Regions from separate parts of the Mus musculus genome. Here region 1 is linked to region 2. The links are chromatin contacts, called in public Hi-C maps. All regions are on one chromosome and are shown on one strand. Each heading gives the region's core, a stretch centred on a gene start, on an enhancer-like site or on the middle of the called end of the contact. The rest is flanking DNA. Distances are from core to core; before and after follow the strand shown. Region 1 overlaps Rassf8 (Ras association (RalGDS/AF-6) domain family (N-terminal) member 8). Region 2 holds the start of Gm38926 (a long non-coding RNA gene).

Region 1 (6,464 bases), core at 2,562-5,061, 420 kb after region 2:
GGGAGACCTGGGAGTCATAGGTGTGGTAAACAATGTAGATGTTTCTGGGGCTAGAAAGAAGGATTTTTGTTTTTCAGGACAAGGTTTCTCTGTGTAGCCCTGCCTGTCCTGGAACTTGCTCTGTAGACTAGGCTGGCCTTGAACTCACAGAGATCTGCCTGCCGAATGCTGGAATTAAAGGTGTTATTTTCAGTTCTGGATAGAGATTCCCTAGAAAGTGGTTAGAAATAAAGATTATAAGTTTGGCCAGCAGTACAGGCAGCCCAGCCACCCTTCCAGGCATGTATTCAGCATTATCTGCTGGCTGACCTCACATATGTGGCAGTTGAAGACCAACTAGCTTGTCCTGGAGCATGTGGGTGAGAGGGGAATCAAACAGTAGGGACCTCTAGCAGTTGGCTCAACTAGAAGCAAAACAAGGAGACTCCACAACTGCCTAGAATCAGGGAGAAGAGTCTTGGCACAGAGACAGCCATGCTATCACAGAGGAAATCGCCTAAGGAGAGAATCTTTGATGATGAACAAATTAACACTAATCTTCCCAGAAAAACTGAAGAATTTAAGTAATGGAGAAGTTTTTATTTTAAAATATTTTTATTCATGAGCCTGTGTGTGTGTGTGTGTGTGCACGCATGCACTTGTATATACACTTGTGTGCATGCTTTTATGTGTGTGCACAATTATGTGTACATGTACATGCATGATTGTGTGTGCATGTGTGCACATTTGTGTGTGCATATGTGTATGTATGTGTGTGCACACTTGTGTGTGTGTGTGTGCATGTGCCCAATTGCCCAATCCCTTGGAACTGGAGTTGGAGACGTTTGCGGTTTGTGAGTCACTCAGCATTGGTGCTTGGATCTGATCTCTGATAGATATGATTGAGCTCCAAGTGTTGTAACCACTGAGTTCTCTCTCTAACCCCTAATACTTTTTTTCCCAATAAATGGTCATTTTATTCATGATACTATATGAATGGGCTGCTAAGTATCTATATTGAATTACAAAAACTTCTGTAAAACTATATCCACATTATTTGTCCAAGCCCATAGTGACAGGCAGAGGTGGGGCAGAGCCAGGATTCTAAGTCAAGGGCAGCTCCTGGTTTTAAACACTGTTCACACTGCAGCTTTTCTGCTACCAGGGCTGGGCACCTAGTGTTCTGGGTGCCATGTGAGTGATGGGCAGAGGCCATCCTGGAGACCAGGCAGACAGAGGCAGAAATGGGACAAGGCTATAAACCTTCAAACCTGCCCATGCATGGTACTTTCCCCTAAAAGTTCCATAACCTCCCAGAAGAGCACTACCGACTGGGGACCAAGGTTTCCAATACTTAGCCTATGGGCAGCATTTCATATTCAATTCGCAATGGTATATACAGATAATAGTTAATGAGAGCAGCTTGAAACAACATCCTAAACACTAAAAAACAAAAAGACTAAATGTAATTGGTCAGAATCAGGTTAAATCTTTAGCTGTAGGCATGGCTACCCAGCCCTGATAGTTATGGAATGTGGGTAGATGGAATCAGTTCCTTTGGCTCCCTTGCTGGACTTGGCTAGATGCAGTGTTGTTGAGTGGTTAGGGGTATAGCTCAGGTAGACACGGCTGGCTCTTGCATACAGGCTGTGTACTTACTGGGAGATTTGGTTTTAAGTCACTTAACCACTCTGCTCCTGCATAAAGCTGTCACTTGCCACATAAAAAGAACGATAGGAGCCTTCTCTTAAGTCTGGAGACAGCCCAGCGTTACAGATACCATTGTGTGATTTCAAGCTGAAGCAGGTATAGCAAAATGGACCCCAAACTGTTGGGTGTTGTAATTCCAGGAAGGTCCTAGTTAGTGAGTGAACCTTTGTTCATTCGGGCACTATGACAGGTGATAAGGTTTCAGAAACAGGTCACATACAAATCCTTGGCTTAAATGGCATCAAAGCCTAGAGACACCCAGCTCTTCAAGCTGAGTGCTTTACTGAGATGCATTTTATTTTCAATCAGAAACTGGGCATCGCTTCAAGATTTGCATGCAGCATGTAGCCGGTCTAGGAAATTAGTTAATTGTTTAAAACAAGCTTGAACATGCCAACATCCTAAAGTAATTTTGTGTTCACTAGTGGAATATCTTTATTGTTATCCCTTGATAACAATATTGAATGTATACTAGAGTCTCTGTCAGCACCTTGAACCACTCTCCTGTGTGAGAGGCAAGCTCCTCCTACCTACATTCCCAACCAGCTTCCCTGCAAGACACTCAGCTGTGGTAGTTTAGAAGATGACCTCTCCTCAGCATTTGATTGTACTCTCCCTGCATTCTTAAGCTCATGTGCTTAGACCATTAGAAAAGAAAGAAAGAAAGACACTAGCTGGGAAAGTTTCCACCCCGCTTCGAGACCGGCAGGCCATGTTGGGCTTCCTTCTGGAAGCAGCATTATGAGCAGGTGGCTTGTCCACACCGTGAAGCAGAGTAGTCAGATCTCTGGCATTTGGGAGGATTTGGGGGTGACTAGGGAGTGTTCTCTCCGCCAATGTTTACGACGTCATTGTGTTAGTATAAAAACCCAGCAGAGCTGGGGCTTGTTCTGATTAGAATATTTTCTTTGATTTGAAAACTAATCCCACCTACACCATCAGTTTCTGCTTGTAGGGAAAAAAGAGAGTTTTTCTGGTCAGCTACCCCCACCCCCCACCCCAACACACTTCAGGGCCTCCTCTTGTCCTTCTCTGATCCTTCAGAGTTGTTCACATTCCATGAGGTGAGGGCTCCATGGTATAGAAGAGGAGTGGGTGCAAGGCACAGCGCCGGGTGGAAGCCTGTGGGAGCGCTGGTGTGCTCTGAGGAGGTCCTGCGCTCACCTGTGAGAGCCCTAAGTTCATTGAGAAGGCATTGCCCTCTCTTGGTAGGGTTTCTCTGTCCACTTGGACCCCTTTGTAAACAGCCTGGGTCAGAGAGCTGTGCTGTGTTGTGCTGTGTGTAGAGCTGTGCTGTGTTGTGCTGTGGGTGACAGGACACTGTGTTGTGCTGTGGGTGACAGGACACTGTGTTGTGCTGTGGGTGACAGGACACTGTGTTGTGCTGTGGGTGACAGGACACTGTGTTGTGCTGGGGGTGACAGGACACTGTGTTGTGCTGTGGGTGACAGGATAGCTTTGGGATGTCTCCTCAGTGCTGGCCTGCTTCCTTATCGGTTTCTTTGTCCTGTAACATTCCCATCAATTTGAATATTTGCTCTCAAAAATCTGAGCTGACCTTTTGCTGTTTGCCTTGCTTTTTGTTTTTGTTTGTTTTGTTTTCGTACCTTCTGGATCACACCGTGGATGGCTATGCTATTCTGTTCCCAGGGCTCACTTCATTTTTAAACATTTAACCCTTTATGTTCCACTATCACACTAGATGTGTGTTCTGGAGTAAAAACAGTTTCTACTCATGTGGTTGTGGTTACTTCTCAATCTCTGCATTCTTGATGGTGTATGTTCCCTCCCTCAAATTGGGGTCCTAATTCTTTCATGAATTTGGGTGAATTATGATCTAGCCTGGGGAAGTAGACCCTGACCAAATAACGATCCTGCAGCTCAGCTGCTAAACTTTGTGAGACTCATTTTGGATGAGTTTAAGCAAATCAGTGGCTGAACTGTTTAAAATAGCCAACCACATTCTGTTCTTGGTCTGTGCTAGGCGGCTTTTCTGGTTCCCTATGCATTTAGCAGATTGTGAAACTTTTGGGGTGAATTTCAGTTCTTTAGGGCATGTGGGTCGGCGCTTGAGGTTAGAGGGTCAGGGTGTAGTAGAGTGCACATATCTCCCGAGAGCAGCGTGGGCTGAGGAGGGGTAGCCTTGGGTGGAAGCACACAGCTCTCAGCACGCACTGTCTGGCTGCACCGAGCCCTGCATGCTGCTTCCTTGCTAAGTGCTGCTGCTTAGCACTGACAGCTGCATGCTCACCAAGCTGCTGGTCTTCTGCTCTGTGTGGCTGACCCTTTCTGTTGGCTGTATGGCATTAATATTTGGAAGAAGTTAGAATCTATGGCCACGTACAAGGAGGGACTTGATTCCTAAAGATTTCCAACATCTGTCCACAGGTTTTAAGTGATCTCTCATGTTAGTTTTGTTGTTGCTTTTGTTGTCTGCTTGGGACTTAGCAAACATTTACTTTATATTATTTCTCTAGATTAGTTGTTCCAATCATGCTGTGGCCCTTTAATACAGTTCCTTATGTTGTGATGACCCCCAACCATAAAATTATTTTTGTTGCTACTTTATAACTGTAATTTTGTTACTGTTATGAATCACGATGTAAATGTCTGTTTTCTATGGTCTTAGATGACGTCTGTGGAGGTTCACAGGTTGAGAGCTGTTGCTCTAGACATTGGTTATGTCTCACAAGCTTTGCACAGTGAGCAGAAAAAAATCCATACCAGTCTCTTTAGTGCCTACCCTATTTTAAATAAGGCAAGAGTTTAGCAAGTGGTTATTATATAGTTAGTTTTGTTGTATCATTGCCTGTTGACCAGTGATCATTGGAGCGCACAGCAGGTAGTTCCATGCGTTTACTCGATTCTCTCTGTAGTCATCTTGTTGTCTTACCATTTCATATGGAATACGGAGCCAAAGGTCCTTTTCTCACCAACATTGCACATTGCTTTTAGCAGAACTGAGTTGCATGTGAAGAAAAATGAAAACACCCAAAGTGCTCCTATCCTTTCCTTTATCTTTGTGACAAAAACCCAAACTTAGGGATATTTCAGGTTTGTGTGCTTATTTATGACTTTATTCTTATTTTGTGGGTTCAAGGGTGTATCGCTTATGAAAAAACAAGCTGACACATTCTTGTTTTTATTTATTCATTTTTGAAAATTTCATACATGAGTATTGCACTTGAGTCATTTCTATCCCCTTCTGTCCTCTCTCTGTCTCCTTTCATGTTATGTTCCCCAACTCCCTCTCAAATCTATGGTCTCTTATTCTTTAATTATTATTGTTTCATACACACACACACACACACACCTGCTGAGTCCCTTTAGTGTGCATTGTTTATGTATATGTGTTTGTTTTGGGTTGAAGTTGGGTATCTGTCAGGGGCTGGTCCCCAGAGAAGACTGATTCCCCCCCTCTTAGCAGCCAGTGATTGCCTGCAGCTCTTCATCTAGTATTGGGGCTTGTGACATTTCCCTTGTCCACATTGGTATGCCAACTGGTTGTTTTCATTGTTCAGTTATATAGACCGTGTGTGTGTGTGTGTGTGTGTGTGTGTATGTGTCGGGGGAGGATCACAGCAGGTGTCTTGGTCTGGCTCTTTAAGATTTTAAATCTTCTCACACTGTAGAAATCTTTCCTCTTCTATGATGTTTACTGAGCCCCAAGTATGGAGTTGAGTTATAGGTGTACCATCTCAGGTATGGATTGTGTTGTAAGTGTACCATCCCAGGTGTGGGTTGTGTTGTAGGTGTACTGTCCCAGCCAGGGTCCCCATAGTCACTTGCTCTCTACATTTTAACCAGTTGTAGATCTCTAAAGTAGTCCACATCTCTTACAAAAAGAAGCTCCTTTGCCGAGGGGTGAGCACTATGCTTATTTGTAGCAGTGAGGATAATTCTTTCCATGGTTGGCAGGAAGACATTGACTTGCCTACTGGTGTGTGAGGTGGTGTTTGGCCACTACAGAGAGTTGGTGGAGCCTGAGCATGGGATGCTAACGTGGAGTAGAACTGGAGGCAAGGAAGCTTCTGGTTGGCTGATGCATCCTCTTTGGTGGCTCCCGGAAAGGAAGTGGGAAAGAGCTTAGACAGTGTCCTATTGTGAAAGACTCATGGGAGACGCACTGCGCCCTACGTTTCCTGGGGTCCTCCTCTTTGCTTTCTTATTTCTTACAGTCACACAGTTGCCAGGCCTTCATTTGTCTTGGAGAAGTGTTATCAGTGCAGTTGTTACAGAAAGACTGAGACGCAGTGGCATGGTGGGATTTGATCTTTCTGTTTGTGTCTGGGAAGTGGATGGCTGAGGAGAGCAGTGGGCGGGGAAGGTAGGACAGTTCGGGTGATCACAGGGGAGATGGCTGACTCTTCCAGGAACTGGAAGAAAGATGCCCAGGGCTATGTGTTAAAGCACATTCCCATGGCACCTGCTCCATCCCAGACAGCCTGGACTTGGTCAGAATTTCACAATGGAGCCCTGCTAATCTGAGCATGTGTTTAAGGAGATAGATCTCTTTGGATTTTAAATGCCTGGCTCTGGTAATGAGCTGGTTGTAAACAAAAAAAAAAAAAAAAGATGATGTAAGTTTTAGAAATTCTCCAACGGCTCACTTCCCACTTGGGCAAGTTTTCTTGAAAACAATACTAAAAACAGAGGAAGCTTCAAAAAGGAGGAGGTGTGTGGGAAGAGTTTGCTTTGGGTAAGAAAACTGTTTTCCATGGACAGTGGATCCAGGGAGCTTCAGAGCCTGTGCGGCCAAGTTAGGGTGGGTGTTA
Region 2 (6,685 bases), core at 1,171-3,670:
CTCTCCTACAGTGGGTGCTGGAAACTGAACTGGGATCTTCTGGAATAGCAGCAAGCATTCAGTTGCTAAGCCATCTCTGTGTAACTGATCTGACTGATCTGAAAGCACTATGTACGTCAGGCTTCATTGTTACCTCTTTGCGTGCCTAGTAAATACGAAGGCTTTAAAATGCCCAGAAAGCCCTGCTTTAACAAGAGGGAAGCATGCCATGCTGGAAATCTAGCCATCTACCCAGAGCTAATGGAGCCATGGAGCCCGGAGAAGGACTTACAATGGACACTTTACTAAACAGACACATTCCCTAACTACATTATGAATATTTGTCGTTATACCCACAGACAAGCGTAGTTCTCGCTGCTAATCAAGGGAACTTCTCTTTGCAACAGAGGAAGGGCATTGCCAAAACCCAAAATGAAACAAAACAACAGAAACTGATAAAGAGAATCCGTGGAGCCCAGTCCCAAGGATCTGTCACAATACGGCTCCTGCACCCGAGGCTCAGGGATCCCTGTAGAACAGGGGGTGGGAAGATTGTAAGAGCCAGAGGAACAGGAAGTGTACTGTGAGATCGCGTCTCTGGAAACACAATTTTGGTTATGCTCATGAAGTCCCCTCATCATGGCTGCCTAAACAAGAACTGGATGACACCACCGCCAATGGACATGCGACCACGGAAGGGGAAGCTCCAGGGGCCTCCACCCTAGAGGAAGAACTATGGGCAACCAGGAAACGCGGAGAGCAGGAGAAATGATCTTCTCCAGGTAGAGTACGTGAATTGGTTATCCAGTGCTAGTGGTCAGTCCTTTAAAGGGTTTAAAGATTTATTTATTTTATGTTGTATATGAGTACACTGTTACTGTCTTCAGACACACCAAAAGATGGCATCAGATCCTGTTATAGATGGTTATGAACCGCTATTGTGGTTGCTGGGAATTGAACTCAGGACCTCTGGAAGAATAGCCCGTGCTCTTAAATCACTGAGTCATCTCTCTAGCCCCCAGACCTAAGGTTTAAACACAGGTAACATTATCAAGACCAAGCAGGCAAACAGGTTGTATTTATGTATATATGTGGTGGTTTGAATGAGAATGGATCCCAATAGGTTCATATTTTTGAACACTTAGTGCCCAGTTGGTGAACTGTTTAGGAATGATTAGGAGGTATAGCCTTGTTGGAGGGGTGTGGCCTTGTTGGAGGAGGTGTGGCCTTGTTGGAGGGGTGTGGCCTTGTTGGAGGGGTGTGGCCTTGTTGGAGGGGTGTGGCCTTGTTGGAGTGGGTGTGGCGGGGGGGGGTTGAAAACACATTTTGGCTGCTACATCCACAGCTCATCACCTTTGGGAGCTGCTTGTTTTGGGGAGGAAAGATCTATGTTCAGAGTTCACTGTTGAGACTGCTCAGAGTTGTTAGGAGGCCTGAAGCTAACTGAAATCAGCGATGAGGGGATACATAAAGAACCCTTGTGTCTCCGTGGCGACAGCTAAGATGTGCGTTAAGTGTCCCACAGTAAGCGCATTGCCCTCCTCTGTAAAACGCTGTGGATAATGATCACAAATTGCCTGTCATCTCTATTCTCTCAGCTCAGAGGAAGACTTGGAAGTATAAGAAATGATTATAAGAAATTACTTAGAGAAAACTTGAGGGCTGAGGAAAGGCCTCACCCTGTGTCAGCCTAGGGTAGGTAACCAGCACTCTTAAGGCAATGCAAAGTTCTTCGCTGCCCCGAACTAAGGCTTTCTGTTAGGAGCTGTGTGTCCCCACCTCTCATGTCTGTTGTTAAACTCGTCCCAGGATGACTATGTGTGTGTATATATATATATATTGCAGGGCGATGACTGTATTTGGATAAAGCTTTCACTAAAACAGAATAAAATGGCATTCTCAGTGTGGCTCCCATGCTGTATGGCCTGTGTCTATAGAAAGAGGGTGATAGGACGTGGTCATTGGGTCTCAGTGAGAACCATCGATTTGGGAGCCTACATGGGCAGCCTCAGGAGGGACCACGCCTGCTGATAACCTTTGACTTCTAACCTCCAGAGTGGCCGGCTGCATGTGCTACATATATATGTGGTTGCTACTTTGTTTCTAAGGTTCTAGGAAGAGAGTAAAGGCTCTTTCCCCTAGGTGAGAAACCCTGTCTTCTTCATACCTCAAGCCAGTTCTAAAGGCCCCATTTAAATATACCTGGTGGCTGCCTTTTTCTCTGTTATTAAATGGTGACTACACATCATTCAGCCGTAGTTCACATATATAATGCGCACACCCAAATGCTCAGAGGCTGCTTGGATGTACAGCAAAAGGCTTTGCCATTGACCCAGCTACACTGCAGTTAGACGTGAGCTAGCAGGGTCCTGGAGTGACTAGTGAGCCAATAGTTAGGCCAGCAATGAATGTAACTGTTTATATTGCAGATGGTGACCCTGAACTCTGATCTTCCTGCCTCTATCTCCTGAGCATCAGGATTACAGATGTGTGCCAAGACTCCCAGTGCTGGGTATGCTTGGTAATTATTCTACCAAATGACCCACATCTCTACCCTGCCAATTTGCAATCAATTGCAGGGCTGACTCTTGAGTCCCATAGACTTAAAAATGACCCCCTCCCTGTCATCCATGCATGCTTAACTCCCGAGCTCTTTCTGTGTTGATACATGACTTGAGTTCTGTATTTTACCAAGTGAGGTATGCTAAGTCTGGGTTATAATATCAAACGATTTTAGGTTTTACAAACAAACTTAGAAAAAAGTTTTAATTGTCTTAAAAACCAATTATGCCTTCAAAGTTATGCCTTATCCACAATTTCCTTTAGCTAATTTTACTCTATAGATCAATACCCCAAAGGACATGTTTAGTTTGAAGAATTACGTAATGAGATGTTATGACATCAGGGCCAAACCAAGGTCTCTTCCAAACCTCACTGCCATATTATGGAAGCACTGTGGGACTTGCTATTTACAAAGAGGGTCCCCAGGGAAGCCACATAACTTGGTCAAAGTTATGGTCAGAACTATGTCTCAGACTCCGTAGTGGGTCGGTCTGATGCTGCTTGTATTCTAATGCTAAATACTGGCTCTCAAGATGTGGTGTCTCTCTTTCAGATAACTCTGGCTTGTGTCAAGTTGACATAATATTAGTTACCATACAGTCTGACTTCCAGGTCAACTCCTCAGTCAATAGAGAATATTACCAACAGATAAAATCAGAAATAGTAACCATAGGCTGAATACTAACTGCTTTTATATTGCATGCAGGGCAATATTTTAGAAATTACATTAAAAAATATCAATTCCACACGATACACGTGAAACAGCATGAAGAAGAGAGAAAGGCCCTGTAACCAAACGCATTCTAGAGATGGTGGATCAAATGGAGTTGTTTGTTTAACTGAACAACACTAAGTCTGCAACATTAGAGGGAGCCATTCACAGGTGCCGTATTTATGGATCCTGTTGTCACACAACCACTTTCAAGAAATAGCAAACATGAGTGAGTAGGGGTATATTCTGTTTTGCATGGAGGACTATCTGAGCTGTTCTTGGGCCCAGAGATGGCACAGAAAGAGGCTCTTGACACCCTGGAACACTGTTCTATGCCAAGTATTGCCACCATCACTTTCTGGCATTTTAAAACATGTTGCTTATCTGTCAAAGCAGTCAATTAGTTTAGGCGCCTTTAACGCCTTTGGCTATTGTTTATATGTCTAAAAGATACATTTGGAAAGATAAAAGTTTTTCTTGTTAAGAGATTTTTCCAAATATGGTATAGGGATTTGGGTGTGCTCCATGACGGGAGCTGTGAACTGGTGGTAGAAGCTAATAAAACCTGAAGTCAGCCTGGCAGCAGCTAATGTGGCCTGGTGCTCCTCACTCCTGGCTCAACCTGAGTTCTAGACCACCCAGAGCAACACCTGGCCGTCTACAACGTCAAGGTTCAATATTTTCTTTTTGGTTGGCCTAAGGTTGGAGAGCAGCTTTAACAGCCCTGTTACCCAGCAGCGTTCTGTCCCGTCAATAAAAACTAGAAGGAACGAAGTCCGGGGCCTGATTTACTGTTTCTCTAGTGCCTGCGTCAACTTCCAAGGTCCACTTTCCAGTGACACCCTCTGCCTTCCATCTTCCTCCTTATGGCCACTGCCAAGAACCCCAGAGCCTGATCAGTCTCTATCTGATTTCAATAAACGGTTTTTGAGTTTCCTTCTGAGTCTTTTTTTATTATTGTTCTTTTATTAACAAGACAAAGCTAATGGTTGTTATGATAGGAAAGGGACAACACACTCACTGGAGGTTTTTCCTTTAACTTCCTGTTGATTCTTTGTGAGTTTCATACCATGCACCCCTCCTCCACTCGTTTTTTCCACCCCATTTCTGCCCTTCACCCTTGCAACCTCCCCCCTCCCCAATAAAACACACAAGCAAGCAACAGACAATAACAACAAAGCATAGAGAACAGTATGTCACAGTGTGTCCCACAGTGTGTCGCTCTGTGCTCTGTCCACACACCTTCACTTGCAAATGCTCATTGCAATGAGTCATTGGTCTGTTTCGACCAGTGACACCATCAATACTGGATCCTCATCAGGACTCCTCCTGGCTATCCTGTTGTTGCCCTGTGTCATCAGCAGGATTGGCCTTTCACACATCCCAAATGTTCACAGATGATATAGATTTTGGGGCAGGCCAATTCAGAGCCCTGGATCTGGGCCTGGGTGGTAGCTGAGCTGGTCAGCCCATCTCCAGCTAGGCCATCCAGTGCTGCCATCAGCAGAAGGCAGGGTCAGCTCTCCTGCTCTCCTGCCCCCAGGGATGGCTCAGCCACACCCATGCTTTCAGATCCAGCTCCACTGTGTCACCCAGTCAAAGTTCAGGGCCCACACTCGCAAGTGCTGCAGCCAGTGAGGGACTGGGCCGGCTCTCCCGCTCTCATGGCCCAGGGCCAGTTCTCCCGACTGCCACAGATGGTGAGGAACAGACAAGTGTCCGGGGCCAGCTCTCCCAGGCTTTTGTCTTCGAGGCCAGCTCACCTGCACCCCTTCCACCAAGGCCAGCTCTACTGCGCTTGCCTAGGTGTGGCCCATCCAGGGTCCATTCTCCCTACTGTCTCGGGTGAGAGAGGTGATGAGGGGTAGGGCATACCCCGAAACCCACACCACTGTCCTCCTGAGCTCACCCCCTTGCGGCTGGCTCACCTGTTCACGTGCCCACCGCCCACCCCCACGCCCTGCACCTCTACTAAGATCAGCTTTGCTGTGCTCTTCAGGCCAGGTGTCAGGCCTGCTCTCCCAAATGCTGCAACCGGTGAGGGGCAGGGTTAGCTCTCCAGAGCTCACGACCTTGTGGCCAGCTTTCTCAACTGCTGGAGTTAACAGAGGGGTGGGGGAAGGGCGGGGGTGGGACACACACACACACACATCACCTCTGGGCCCATGCCATCTCATAACAGACAAATAGCAGGGTCAGCTCTCCCACAATGAAGACCTCCAGGCTGAATTACCACACCCCTGCCACCAGGACCAGCTCCACTGTGCTGCTTGGTGGAGGCACAGGGCTCACTTTCCAAATGCTGCTGCCTGTAAGAGATAGGGCCAGCTCTCCCTAGAGCTGCACCCCAGGGGCCAGTTATACACAGCCCCAGGGCATTCATACGGTCCCCAGCAGTTGCCCTGACCCGGGACAGCCCCATATTCTCTATATGAACCGTGGACATCAGCACCTACTCCACCCCCCACCCCCACCCCGGTGGTCCTCAGTGACAGCTCCTGCTGGGACCTCACCAAGGCCCCAAGTGACAGGGCTGGCCACTCACAGCAGGCTGCTCCTCTTCACCCTGGACTTTCCAGTTCCATCTCTCTTCCTGATGCTCAAGCCCCACTTCTCTTTCTCTCCCATCTGACCGCCCTACTCACACATCACGGTGGCTCCCCCTGCAGGCTGGCCACGTGTTTTGCAGGCCCCCGAGTGACATCTTTCATCTGTGCGGTGTAGGTTGGTGACAAGTGGGTATCTATGGCCTGCCTGTGACATGCACTGAAGGGCAGGTCTGTGGGTGACATGGCGGGCTGTACATCTCTGTCGGTCTGCCTTCCTCTTTCTGGGCTTTCTGCCTGGATTAGATTAGACTTGATTTTTAGGAGTCCTAGGTATGAGATAGCTCTGGCTATCAAGTCAGGCATCCAGTTAGGATGAACAAAGAATTACCATTTGTTTTCCCCCTGACTGGTATAAGAAAAATACCATCAACAAGACCTTGTTGGAGTGTGGCCGTGTTGGAGTAGGCGTGGCCTTTTGAAGTAGGTGTGGCCTTGTTGGAGTAGGTGTGGCCTTGTTGGAGTGCTTCTCTTTTTGCCCATTGCCTGGGTGTAGAGGGTGTTCTTGAGATTTTTAAGAAGATATGTTAATTAAAAAGGTTTTTTACCCTCAGGGCCATATGATAGACTTAGGGACCTTACAAACAATGTTGAGACATCAGGGATTATGAACCATGGGAAATCCACTGCTCCCTAGATCTGAGGGTGGGAGAGACCACGTCATCATGGCGGGGGAAGGAGGAGTCCTCCAACAACAGGACCTAGCAACAGTCACAGCAGGCAGATATGTCAGAGCTTGATGTGAGACACCAACACCCACTGAAGCCGGGAAGCAGAGAGCAAGGGGCTTGGGTAGGCACTGCAGTCCTAAGGCACAGAGCAGGGA

What was found. Hi-C and Micro-C count contacts between places; a contact is called where the count stands out from the background.
Region 1: a contact with region 2 is called in a Hi-C map of liver, with 2.4 times the contacts expected there. The contact joins two enhancer-like sites. A contact is called at or near these places in 2 of 484 Hi-C or Micro-C datasets (bone marrow-derived macrophages and liver) and 7 of 115 datasets of contacts at active chromatin or transcription factors (bone marrow-derived macrophages, double positive thymocytes, embryonic basal ganglia and 4 more).

Annotation. Positions count from the first base shown.
Region 1 is chr6:145,761,415-145,767,878 of GRCm38.p6, forward strand. All of the region lies in intron 1 of Rassf8 (Ras association (RalGDS/AF-6) domain family (N-terminal) member 8), which reads left to right. Among named protein-coding and RNA genes, the nearest start is that of Gm15704, 16 kb to the left of the region's middle. Within about 2 kb of position 3,812, at least 30 of the 459 cell types and tissues checked have an H3K27ac peak or open chromatin away from gene starts, as enhancers often do. A contact at or near this core is called in liver, where this site is marked.
Region 2 is chr6:145,342,456-145,349,140 of GRCm38.p6, forward strand. It overlaps Gm38926 (a long non-coding RNA gene), which reads right to left and starts at 5,950. Exons shown (of 2, transcript XR_869588.1): 1 at 5,899-5,950; 2 at 5,410-5,593. Within about 2 kb of position 2,421, at least 5 of the 459 cell types and tissues checked have an H3K27ac peak or open chromatin away from gene starts, as enhancers often do. A contact at or near this core is called in liver, where this site is marked.